Linked DNA regions of Gossypium hirsutum: region 1 is linked to region 2. The links are chromatin contacts, called in public Hi-C maps. All regions are on one chromosome and are shown on one strand. Each heading gives the region's core, a stretch centred on a gene start, on an enhancer-like site or on the middle of the called end of the contact. The rest is flanking DNA. Distances are from core to core; before and after follow the strand shown.

Region 1 (7,069 bases), core at 3,238-5,737, 240 kb before region 2:
TAACCTGTTATTGTTGGCTAATTCGTTAAGTGTATAACGTTTTTAGGTGTTGGTATACTCGTTTTTGGAACCCATGTCAGAAAACATCCAGGTGTGTAACAAAAACCCGAAAAATTGTGAACAGATGAAAGTAAAAAAACCATACTGTCAAAATCATACGACTGTGTGCCAGGTCGTGTGTGACACAAGGCCGTGTGCCAGAACATGTGAGCTACACTGTCCAGGCCAATTGTACCGTGTGGGCCACACGAGGGTGTGTGAGATTGTGTGTCAGGCAGTGTGGGCCATACGGGCATGTGGTCCCAAATTCTAATTTTTTTTCCTAGGGTCATGTTGGTAGTACTAGAAAAAACATATGTTTTCGCCCTACTTATTGGTTAATTTGTACCTATTTAGTTATCTTTAGCACATATTTTAGCATTTTCAGTTCAATAAATTAAATTTTATGACTCAGTGGATCTCAGCCTATTTCTCCTTAATTTTGTTATATTTTGGTACTGATGTCACTGCATGAGTAATTTCAGATTGTGCCTAGAATTGTCTCCACAACTGAATGCTGTCTGGATAGGAAAAAAATCATGAGCTGTCCAGTCTAGTACAACTAACTTGTACGTACAAAGGCAACATGATTTGATAAAAAGACACCTAGGCTATTTTGGGAAAAATAGATCAATATTCACGAAAAGAGAAAAAAAAAGAGAGCTTTCTGGATCATCTTATTCAACTTATCTCCTGCAGCTTTCGGCTATGGCGGCTTAAGCTCCGATGGGTGAACCAACATGAAAAGGATGTAGACCAGCTCTTGACGATGAGCCTTGAGTGCGACACAAGGAGGAATAGACAGATGCAAGTTGAGTTGTCTAGGAATAGTATTCTCCACTTGTTTCTTTTATTTTTCTTTTCTAAACGCTGGTGATTACTTTTTATTTCATGTTAGTATGAAAGTACACTTGATTTCTGGGTTAAATGTTCTTTTATTCAATCTTGCTTCTACGGATTAATCTTTCGGTTTGAATGTTTTTAGCATGGAAGTGTTATTGTGGTCACTGACACTAGAAGGTGCAGTGACAGTTCAAGCTAACAAGCATGACAATGGAAGCTGCTTGAGGATTAGAGGAATTTAATCCACGTGTTCTTAATAGTGTTCCATTGTCATCATCGGAAGGTGTGTCTAATGTGCATGTTTAATTCTTAGATTAAATATAGAAGTTAAGCTTAGTAAGATATTAATTGCAGTTTAATGCATCGATAATCACCTATCTTTTTTACTTTGTGAGCATTTAGCATTCTGGTGAATATTCACGTTGGGGATCCCAGCTTCTCACTATCATATTTTATCTTATTATTTTCAAGTTATTGCTTCGACAACTACTCTCACAATTTATCTCATTTTATCTATTTATTACACTGACATTAATAAACAAAAGACAACCATCCTCATGGGATCGATATCCAACAGACTCATATCTGTCTACTATACTTGCATCAACAGTATATGCTTGCACATTATTACTGTGACGTTAAACAACGATCACATGTTCATTGTACGAGTCAAAAGTGGGCCTCCCATAGGGTTTTTATGGTACAAATTCGGTTGTAAATCACGATTTCTGATGTTTTGTTTGCATTAAATATGACTTATGTACACATGGTTAATATGTTATATGTTAAGTGTGATCTATATTATGATAAGTATGAGCTATTATTCATTAAACATTATCTGAATCTGTTATTAAGCATTTATGTCATATACATTTTTTACATCTGCTAGTTCTGCATGAGCATTGGGGGTGAAAATTATGTTTATGGAGGAAGTATAGGTAGTTTAATCTATCTATCATATCTAGTGGCTCAGCCACATTATATCTGTATTTGGCGGTATAATGCCTAATGATCAGGCAGCTAGGCTACATATATTCTAAAAAGTGACATACAGTCACTTAGCAATGTATAGGGCTGGATGGGTATTTAATATCCATATGGTGTGTAGGGATGGTCGAAGACGATGTGTAGTGGATGGGGGTAGGACTGCAAATTTGCATTTGCTATATTCTGATTCTATTTCCCTATATGAAATATGTCTGATTGAAATCTAAAAGCATGTCTGAAATCGAAACTATTGATTTCATTTTTATACATTACACACTGAGCTCGAAAGCTCACCTCTGTTTGTTTACTTTCAGGTAACCCCCAAACCTAGGATGGGTCAGTGCGATGGGAGCTCGGTTAATTTTTTTGTTAATTATGCTAGTTTAATTTGGTTTACACTATTTTGGGGTTGGTGGATTGTTTCAGACATTCAAATTGTTTTGTTTTGGACTTTAAATCATCCATTTTAAACATTTTACTCATTTTAAACTTTTAATTATACTATCAACAAAACGTTGGATTTTCAAAATTCAAACAGCGATTTCCAAACCGAATTTAGCTAAGAGTACCACTGTAATCATAAGTGCTTTATAAATATAAAATGAATTCTACAGAAATAACAAACTGAGTGAGAGAGTTATTTTCTTTTAAAATAAACTGGAATAGTTTTGTATCAAAAGCTTACGCTAATGTTTCAAGCCAATTGGATTCTGGGATTTTCAGAAGTGAATCATGATAACTTCTTCAGATCTAGTTATAACGTCTAAACCGAGTTTGAGGTGTTATAAACAATATAATAATATTTAAACTAATAATAATCTAAAATTTTACAAATACTAAAAGATAAACTTACTCAATGATTTGAGGAGGTTGAATATTATAGTTGGGAGAATGGGAACATTTTTTCCTTTTAATTCAAAGGTTTTGCGTGTTGGGGAGTAAATTGATTGACATATGAAACTATCAATGTATAAGTTTGTAAAATTTTTAATTAATATTTCATTTAATCCATTTGATGTTTCCAAATAGCTTTCAAGTGATCTGATTTTTGAATTGCAAAGAGAAATGTGCAAGCTTTATTTTTGGCATGCCATTGCTGCAAGTGTGCAAAGATTCTTTGCATACCAAAGCGTTTTATTTGATATATTTTTTTCCACTTTCTCTGTGCAAGTTATATTTGATCCAGTTAAAGTAACTAAAATGAAAAAAAGAAGTTGACACCTTGAGAGGACTGACTTCAAAGTCCACACCTGCATGTCACAAATTTTATTGAAATCGGTCCCTCAATGTGCCAACTTCAGCTGGTTGGCTAAATAGATGAGAAACACTGCTACATTGTTAAATAAATTTCTAACTTGTATATATGAAAAAAAAATGCCTCTTCTCTCACAAATTTCGTCATCTCTCTCTCCCTCCCCCTTTTTGGTGTGTTTAGTATTAGTTAAAGCACTAAGGAGGTTTATGTATTATAGTGACTAAACTAAATTAGTATCTTTATTAATAAATAGATCAATTAGTCCCTACACTAATAAAAAGAATAAAAACAAGTTCATATTGTAACAGAGTTAACATTTTTTGCATAAAAATGTCTTGAAAATTATTTTGTTTCAATTGTAGTTCAATAACAAAAGATTTCATTTATAAAACCATAAAAACTTTAAAAATATTAATTCAATTAAACATTAAATGATATTTTTAAAGAATAAATGTTAACTCTATTTCAATTTTGCCCTTATTTTATTCTTTTTAATCGTATAGAGGATAAATAGATCTATTTAATAATAAAGAGACTAATTTGTTAATATCTCTATAATAGAGGGACCTTTCAAATACATACATCGCTTATTGTCTGAGAAAACTGGAATCTAAAAGGCTTTAATGCATAAATCGGTACATGAGTTTGACACTCTTTTCTAATGTAGTACCTATGTTATTTTTTGGTTCAATGAGGTACACGTATTTAACAAAATTTATACATTTTGGTACTGGATAATAATAATGTAAGTTTTTTAGTGTTTAATTTCGATTTTAGAGTTGATTTGATGAATATCCATAATTAGCTAATAATATTAATAACTAACTTTCATCAAATCAAACCCAAAACTGAAATTAAATCACATCTATTGGACTGTATTTGAGAAAGTAAACGGAAAATTAAACATATTCCCGATTAGTACTAAATTTATTCTATTAACAAAGTTATAAAAAAATCAAAATTAATAATATTAGCAATTAACTTTCATGAAATCAACTCTAAAACCCGAATTAAACTCTAAAAAGTTAACTTCATTACCTTTGAGCAATGGCGGAGCCAAGATATTAATCTTGGGGCCAAGTTAAAATTAGAAGTGCTATGTAACAGTTGATTTAAACATATAAACAATCGATTCAAAAGAAATAGTATTCCAACATGACTATAAGACCCAATTTTAACCCGGGCTACACATACAAAAAACCAAAATTAAAATAGATCATCAATTGAGTCCATTTACAAATAAACCCAAAATAAAACCGGCCCAATTTCATTAAACAAGCCCAATAAAATAGACCCCTAACCCAAAATCAAAGCAGGCCCGGTAGCCCATCTCTTTAACAGTTTTCAGGAAACCCTAGGGGAAGGGTCCTTTGCGCCAATACTGCCATCGTGACAGCTTCCACACACGCAACACCAGCACCTCCATGCAAGACCCCCGTGTGCTCCGCTCCATGTTCGTACCCACTCCCCACATTACCCCTCTCCACCTGCAATTTGAACAAAAAAACAGCAAGAAACCATTTTTATTTGGCTATGAAGCCTTCAAATTTTGTTGGTATCTTTTTTTTTCTTGTTTTTTTTAGGGAAATTGTACACGAAATACATACAAAATCAATAGAAAGCAATCAAAATATACTTCAAAGGTGATTTAAGGTCTCGTTTTTCTTTCAATTTTATTTCTATTTTTCTTTGATTTTTATCTACTGTGTGTAAACAATATAAAAGAGGGAGACTCACCGTCGTACTCACTCTGTGGGGAGGGCTTCGTTCGTCGTCGGATTTTGGGCTATTATAGAAGGGAGGAAGGTGAAGGAGTTGAGAGATACTCCAAGGCATTAAGGGTTTTCTTTTAAAAGAAAGAACAAAAGTTTTCTTTAAAAGCAAAAAACAAAGGGTTTTTAAGCAGGTTTAGTTTCAAGTGAAAAATGAAACAGTGTTTTGGGGGGGGGGAAGAGCTTGACCATGTGTTTTGGCCATGAATGGGGGATTTGCGCAATTGGTCCCCCACTTTCGCACTAGCTTTCGACTGGCTCTATTTGCATATTATTTGTTTTTTTAAAAATAATCCCTGAAATTTCTGTGTTGTTGCAATTTAGCCTGCACCTAGGTGCAACGTTTTTGAGGGCTTGGGGATAATTTCCAGTTAGTCCCTCTCTTTCTCACGTGCATTCAATTCGGATCCTCTTGTTAATGTGATGTTTAGTTTTTAGATCTCAGATTCTATTTTAATCTCAAATTTGTCCCTGTTTTGATTTCTTTGTTTATTACTTTTCTGTTTTATTATTATTTATTTTAAATCTTTCTATATACTATTCATTTCAACTATTTTTCTGTTTAATTTCTTTTATGTATATATTATTTATTCACACATATATATATATATATTATTTATTCACATATATATATATATTGTTTGGTATATCATCTATATTGTTTTGTTATTTTTTTACACTTATATATATGTAAATATTTCTTATATCATCATTTTTGAAGTGTTGTACATTATGTTTTTTTGTATATATTATTGATTTTATATTATTTTGTGTATATATATTTCTTCTAAGAACCCTATTTTAAATTGTATATTTTATTTATTTTAAATATTTTTATATACAAATACCTTTGTTTTTTATATATATAAAATGTTCATTTCAAGTATATTATTTATTTAAATTGACAAATACTATGTTATATATTACTTACTTTTTTTATATACATTATGTATTTTGAAATTTCATCTATATATTATTATTTCATATATTATTTTTATTTTTATTATTTTGATTTATTTCTAATTTTCATGTATGTTACTTTAAGATTTTTATATATATTTGTTTGCTGGCATATTGATGATTCCAAATTGCATTTCTTCTAAATCATCTATTTTATTTTAAAATTTGCCATATGTTGTCTGTGTTAATTTGCTTGGAATTTCTTTAAATTTATTTTTAATTCATTAGCCTTCAAATGTATATTAGCATTTTTATAATATATGGTATGTCGCCATTGCATGTGCCCTAATTTGTTCCTTTGTGTTTTTTTTTTCATTATTTATTCATGTCATATTATTGTTTTTACCCTTAAACAAACCAAAACAAGTGTATTTCGATTTGGTTTTTATAATTGTCTAGTGGAAAATTTTTCAAAACAAAGACGATGTTAGATGTTTTGGAAATTCGAGAAATCGTGCCCTAACGTGCTGAGTTTCGATTTTCTGTTTGTTCAAATAATCGAAGATCCCTTTAAAATTTCGTTTGTGTTTTCTAAACTTCAAAACAAGGCAATGTTCTATGTTTGGAAATTTAAGAAATCGTGCCCTAATGGGTTTCGATTTTTCGTTTGGCCAAATAATGGAATACCCTTTTAAGATTTCATTGCGTGAGGTGATCTCAGTTTTGGAGGTTTAAAATATCGTGTCCTAACGTGCTGGATGTGGTATTTTATTTCTTTGGAACGAGTGAATCTTAAAATCCAATTCGAATTGTTCATACATTTTTAAAGGAATCGTATTTTAATTTTTTTCTCCCCTTTCAAATTTTCAATGGTAGGACATTCAATAATCAATCGGTACCAATTTTGGGCGTCACGAGGGTGCTAACCCTTCCTCGTGCGTAATCGACTCTCGAACCCTTTTTCTCAATTTTCGTAGACCTAAAATTATTATTTTCATAAATCAAATGTTTTATTAAAATGATCAATCTCAAGGTGATCTGATTACACCTCAAAAAAGGTCGGTGGCGACTTCATACCTCGTTTTAAAGTCGATCCCCATTTTTTTCAAACTTTCAAAAATGGTTTCGACAGCTTGGCGACTCCACTAAGGACCAATAAGAGAGTCAAACCGTAAAATTGATTATTTTCTGTCTTTTGTCGAAAATTTAAAATTTAGATTTTAACATACGATCCTTTTATTACATTTCATGGGTTTTATGGTTTTTGTCATTT
Region 2 (6,922 bases), core at 318-2,817:
AAGCGTTAAATGTAGTTTAATTATTTTTGGTATTTTTTGACCCACATCAATAAAAACTGAGATTATTGCATGTACCTCCAGCCAAAGGGAACACAAAAATTTTAAAGGGTGTCTAGTTGGATGCTTGTTGATAAATCATTGGAGTTACGTACTTTTTGAGATTTTGGTTGAATTTTGAGATGGGCAGGACCCCCTGGATCTGCAGATATACAAGATCCAATCTGCAACATTTTATTTATTATTCTTCCAAGCATCAACCATAGATTTTTATTAAATTTGTTGTTACTAAATTATTTAATATCAATATGATTATATCTTCAAATGATATAAAACTATACATTTGCATTTACTTTTTAAACTTAGTTGGAAACGTTATTTGCGTGTTGTCGATTGAGTTTTAGTTTATTTAGTATGAGTATTATTATCAATATAGAAGTATATGAGTTTAAATGCGCTGAAGCGCATTATTCTCTTATCTATGAGTTGAAGAGGAGTTATATAATTTTAGGTATTGTGTCAAAAAAAATAGATATGATTAGAAATTATAATGAGATTGTTTAAAAGGAAATAAATTATTTGCATGTCTTATATTTTTTAATATTTGTATTCAAATGAGATATGGAGTTTAAAGATTTCACTCGTGTTTTATCATATTATATATATACACTAAATCATGGTACATTTGTGATGTGGATAAAAAAAACTAAATAAAATTTTATTTTATAAATGATTAAGTTTAAATTTTAAAAATTAAAATATTTTATTAAAATATGAAAAATATACACTCGTTATATTATAAAAGTACATTATTTTTAATAAATTATAACTGAATTGATAAGTAAAGTGAATTTAATTAAGTATAAATGACAACAAATGAATCACTTTTTCCGATGATTTTTTTGAAAAATAAACTCAATTTCAATTAATTGATTCATAACATTTGCTCTTTGATAGTATCTATCGATACTTTCAAGATTTGAAGAAAAAGAAGAATCACTTAATTGCATGACACAATACAATATATATTTAATATTTTTTTATATATATATATATATCCCTTCATCATTTCAACAGTTTCACTATTGGTATATGATGAGGACATGATTGATTTGATTAAATGTCACAAATTGATGACAGTAAAAAGAAGGGTGACTTTTAATGATAACAATACAAGAATATTCCCAAGCAATTAATTTGTTTTAAAGAAAACAGTCAATGATTACTACAGAATTCACCAGCCGGTAGCTTGATTTCCTCTTCCACTAATTGATTTTAATAATTAAAATTAACCTCACTAAACAACCCCAACTTTCTTTTCTAAAAAAATATTAATTAGTGAACCCCCCAAGGATACAGCAATGTTCAGTGAAGAAGATGCATCAAAATTTTCAATCCTTGCTTTTAAAAAATCTCAGAAAATGAAATTCAAATGCAATGCAGAAGACCAAACATGAAATTAATGAAGAAATAGGAGATTGAAATTTCAGATAAAGAGCAACAGGATACAGCCAAAGTGGAAACCCAGAGAAAAGAAAGGGTGATGGGACCACAATTCTACTGATAAAATAAAACAAAACACATTATGACTTCCTTCTGTCGGTGTTGATTAGGAATAGGTGGGGCACCCATTTTTCTTATTTATCCTTATCCCACTCTTATATTTGTGTACAGAAGTCTTAATCTCATGGGTGTTTCCTGCCTTCTTCCTGCCTCTAACCTCATTTTTCACTAATTATTTTTACTAATTCATAATGGTTCTTTTAGTAATTATAATATGAATATATGAAATACATGTATCAAATCTTAGATTTAATGTCAAATAACGCAAATTTATCACTAAATCAATAACATAAAAAGCCTTAGATGAATAATTTTAAAGCAAAATTTAAATATTAAAAAGTTAGAGCTCAATTTCAACTCAACGTGAGACAAATTTTAAATTTTTTAAGTTTGCTCAATCGAGCTTATTTTTGCAGTAAATCCCGTTATAATTGAATATTTTTCAATACTAACTAAAAATAATAATAAAAGTATATTAAAATAATTAAATTCACAAATTATTCAAGACTGATAATTAAATTATTTAAATTTAATTCTTAATGTAAATATTATTTAAGCACAAATTTCGCTTGCGGTAGACGTATGTAGGCTTCTTTAAAGAAAATAGTAGAAATGTTAAGAGACAAATTTTGTGAAAAGGGATAAAAAGTTTGCAAATCTTTAGATAGTGACAAAATTGTAAGCTATCCAACTTTATATGGCTGAAAAGAAGGCATATTTGAATTTTATAATCTGCAGATTCAGGAATACCAAGCAACTGATCTTTTGTGGTGTTAGTGATGATTAAACTTGCACTAATTTGGGAAAATTTTCAAGGCAACAACAAAGTCTACTTGCACTACCAATGGGGAGGCTAAAGAAAGACAAATTAACAGTATTGCCAATTAAAAAGGTCAACAATTCCAAACCGCAAAGTCAAAAGGCAATATAATCAAAATTGAGATTGGGTCACTTCAATCATAATTATTTCTTAGAATATATTTATACAAGGGGGAGCTCTCAAATCATGCATGAAAGCGAATCAGGAATTTATATTTTGTGATTTTCCATCGGATGTTAGTAAATATTTGTAAATTAAATAGGAGTATTTAATAGTGGTTAAATGGAATTGTAGGTTCCAAGTAGTCAATATGGATTTAATTCATTCACTGAAATATAAATCAACCTGCTTAAGTTTTAATCAATTTTTAATGTCTGGTAGGGATGAGCGTTTGATTGAATTGAATCGAATCAAATCAAATAATTTCAAGTTAATTGAGTTAACAGGTCTTATTTTATTATCCTAACTTGATTTGATATTTTTTTAGATCGAGTTAACTAATTTGAAACTCGTGTCGAACCAAATCGAGTGAAATTAAAAAAATAAACATGTCAAAATAAAATTTTGCTAGAGAATAACTACTTCCATGTTAGAGCATATAAATTTGAAAACTTTTGCAAAGCAAAATAAGGGGGAAAAAATAAAATACTTTAGTATGATAAACTTAAATTATTAATTTATTTATTTAGGTCCCAAAATTACTATTATATGTTCTTTAAATTTTTTAGAATTTTTTAATTTTTATAATTTTTTTTTAAAAATATAAATTTTATAATTTTTTATAAATATTTTGATTTTTTTTGTGGTGAGAGAGACTAATTTGCTTATTTTCAAAATTGATAGGGACCAAATGGGTTTTTACACCAATATTGTTATTCGAACTATAAAATTCAACTCGACTCAAACTCAAAACTCGAATTATTTATTCGAATTGACTTGAAAAAAAACCGAAGAACTCGATTCAATTAACTCGAAATTCAAATTTTTTTATTTTTTGAGTAAAATCAAATTTTGCTTACCCCTATGTAATACCTATCAATATCATATGTAAATTACCATTCCCAAAAAAAAATTTAATTAATAGCTATCCACTCAAACTGAAGTAATAAATCAAAACTAAGACTATGGTGCTTTTGGTGATTTTTTTAATGTATATTTTTAAAATATTTACATAAAAATAAATGAAATTTTGGTTAATATGATAAAATTAAGGATTTGATGATTTTAGTGTTTTAGATTTAAGTTTTATCATTTGTAAATTTATTTTTATTTTTAATAAATATTATATAAAAATATAAAAGACAAAAAATTCTTTTAATAATATTTGTCATTTTTAAATACTTTTAAATTTAATTAATATTTAGTTAAGTTGTGAGATTAAATTAGTCTAAAATTTTATGCAAATGTAACGTGTGAAAAGTTAGGATTGTAATTAGTAAAATTTAAACATCAATGAAATCATTACCAAATGAATATTTCGTATTTTTATTCGGTTTTTTTGGTTGTACAATTCAATTTAGTCATCATATTTGCTATATATAAAAAAGCTAGATTAGTAATTTTTATAAATTTTATGAATAATATGAGAAATAAATTCAAGTATATTATTTTACAAATAAAAAACATTAAAATTAAGAATTTATATTATTGGATGAAATGTAAAACAAATATTTGAATATAATATAAAAAGTAAAACAAATATTTGAATATAATATAAATAAGATATGATTTTTTTTCTATTCATAGATAGAAGGAAGTAAAGTATATAAAACATAATCTTGTATGATTATATTTTGTTATAAAAATGATACAAAATCTTTTCAAAGCTATATATATATATATATATTTTTTAATTTCTTCAGCCATTTGTTGATATGATCCATAAATTCATGAGCATGTTGTATATGTATCATTTCGTAATCAAGCACTACTCAACAATCAATTCTTGAATTTTATTTTTCTCAATTCCAATATTTTCCATAATGATATATTAAATAATATAAAAGATAGTAGATATAATAGTAAACAAACCAAATAATTCAACATTATAAATTAATAGTAGTAACTAACTCTAATTACATAATCTTTAAAAATAAAGTAATTATTTAAATATATGTACAATGTTGCAAAATATCAGCAATTCGAAAATAAATGATAATTAATTTTTTTATTATAATAAAAGTTTAAGAAAATAGCATAAAATTGTTGAGGGACTTAAAATGTAATTAGCCCATCCTTTCTTTCTTACTCAGCATATAGATACCAAGTTATCTAATTTGTTACCCATAAGATGTATCAGTTAATTTTAGACATAATGACTTATTTGACCCTCCAACTTTATAAAAAAAAATTATTTTAATCTTCTATTTAATTTTTTTTTATCATTTTTAGCCCTTAAACAACTTGTGTGTTTTTTTTTTGTCAAATCACCTAAAAATAGATGAAAAAGTTAATTTTTTTAACTTCGTTGACATAGCATACAAGTGGATTGTCACGTGGATGACATGTCAGCATTTAATTAATTTTAAAAATTCAAATATATATAATTTATATTTAAAATTAAAAATCATTAAAATTATTAAAAATATTTTTTATATTTTAAAAATTAATTAAATGATGACATGTTATCCCCTCAATAGGTAGCTCATACTACAAAAGTTCCAAAAGAACCAAAATCATCAAAAATAACCAGCTAAATCACTTACTTGAGAGAGGAATAAATGACTGAAAGTTTCAAGCTTCCAAAACCTTTAATTTTTTGTTATTTTCGATGGATAAGAAGGTGATAAAAAAATATCATATCTTTTCTCTTTATTTTATTTATTTATCAATTAAGTCACCAACACCCACCTAACCTTGACAAATCTTGTCCCTATGGTCGGCCAAGCTTCTTTTAAGGGTCTAATTGCACTTTAAATACCTCCAATTATGGCCCTCCAGCTATTTAACACCTTTGGCTAGCAAATCACAACTTTTTCCCTTTATGCGATTTAGTCCTTTTTCGCAATTTGACTCACAAACGTTAAAATTAGTTCACCAAAATTTTCATACACTCATATAATCATACTATAACACCAAAATAATAATAAAAATAATTTGTAGTCCCGAAACCATTGTTCTGACTAAGCCCAAAATTGGGCTGTTACATAGGCTACATGGCCGTGTGTGAAGCCGTGTGGGCCACACGGTTGTGTAAGCCCATTTTCTAAAAAATTTTGCCTATACCAGTTTGACTCTAGAATTCATAATTAGACTTTTCGTAAGGCCCATATTGTTTAATTATGGCATGGAAACAAGATATATGTTAATATGCTTCTGTGTTGATGTGTTTAAAATATGTGAAATATATATATTTGTATGATCTAATACTGATAGTTTTGATGGTATGTCCTGAATCGCTATCTCTGTATATCTGTGTATGATGTATGACTATGTTAATTCGTATTTCTGAATTGACTTTATTACCATGCATATAACATTGTGCCTTTTCTAGTTAAGGTGATTTGTAATTCTGATATATCTATCTACAAAGCATGAAATCACATGCTTACTGGTTTTTGTTAAGAACATGAATGCATGTTCAACATTCTTATCATTTTATTTCATTTTATGCATGCCATGTCACATTGCATAGGGTTGGGATATTATAGTACGTAGGAAGTGCTGGCAATTTAATGATCTGCATTATCTGGTGGTTTATCTTCATTTCTATCTAGCAACTTGTCTGATTTATGGTGGCTCAACCATACACATATGTTGTTCTGACAGTTTGGCTACAATATAGTAGCTTTTCCACATGTATCCAATATGGTAGTTTTAATTGCAGTCTCTGGTGGCATTGACCACAATTATTTTGTTGGTGTGATTGGATGGACGAGTTCTGGGGAACTCTATTTGGTGTGTAGTAGAATTGGGTAGGATGTTTTCTGCATAAAAACTTGTATTACATTTCTAAAAAATACACATTCTCAAATTTGCTCAAATGATCGTTATGTAATTCTTTACGATTTTGTGAATTGTTTGTTGTGTTATTTTAGTTCTCGGTTTGAGTTTGTTACACAATGAGCTTTATAGTTCACCCATTTGTTTAATCTTTGACTTTTCAGGTAATCTTCTTACTTAAACTAGGCGACATGCAAGAGCTCAGATTGTTTTCTTAGTTAATTAAAATGTGGTGATTTTAGTAATTATCTATTTTGGACTTTTGGGACTGTAATCTATTTTTGGGCTTTGTTTTGGTTTTTGTTTAATTCATCAGTAATTGATATTTTCGAATGTGAAACTACAAAATCATATGAGTTAACAAATAGGTTTCGGTTTTCAAAACTAAAACCCAAAAAATTTTCAGCTGCAAATTAAGTAATTTCTTAAGTGTTTTTCTGTAAACGAATAAACAGCTTCTAACAAATGTTTTTCATATTTATATTTTCCAAACACACACTGAAATCAGAAGTTTTCAAACGAGATCAAGTTAAGAGCTATTTTGTAAAATAAATAAGCTCTGTGCGTAATTTTCGAAATAACAAGTGTTTTGCTAAAAAT

The links. A called contact is a pair of places that touch in the nucleus more often than the background predicts.
Region 1: a contact with region 2 is called in a Hi-C map of leaf, with 1.7 times the contacts expected there. The contact joins two enhancer-like sites. A contact is called at or near these places in 17 of 34 Hi-C or Micro-C datasets (callus, fibers, hypocotyl and 3 more).

Annotation. Positions count from the first base shown.
Region 1 is chrA11:58,491,304-58,498,372 of Gossypium_hirsutum_v2.1, reverse strand. No RefSeq gene overlaps it. Among protein-coding and RNA genes, the nearest start is that of LOC107898726, 99 kb to the left of the region's middle. Within about 2 kb of position 4,487, at least 6 of the 9 cell types and tissues checked have an H3K27ac peak or open chromatin away from gene starts, as enhancers often do. A contact at or near this core is called in leaf, where this site is marked.
Region 2 is chrA11:58,248,581-58,255,502 of Gossypium_hirsutum_v2.1, reverse strand. No RefSeq gene overlaps it. Among protein-coding and RNA genes, the nearest start is that of LOC107905644, 8.9 kb to the right of the region's middle. Within about 2 kb of position 1,567, at least 3 of the 9 cell types and tissues checked have an H3K27ac peak or open chromatin away from gene starts, as enhancers often do. A contact at or near this core is called in leaf, where this site is marked.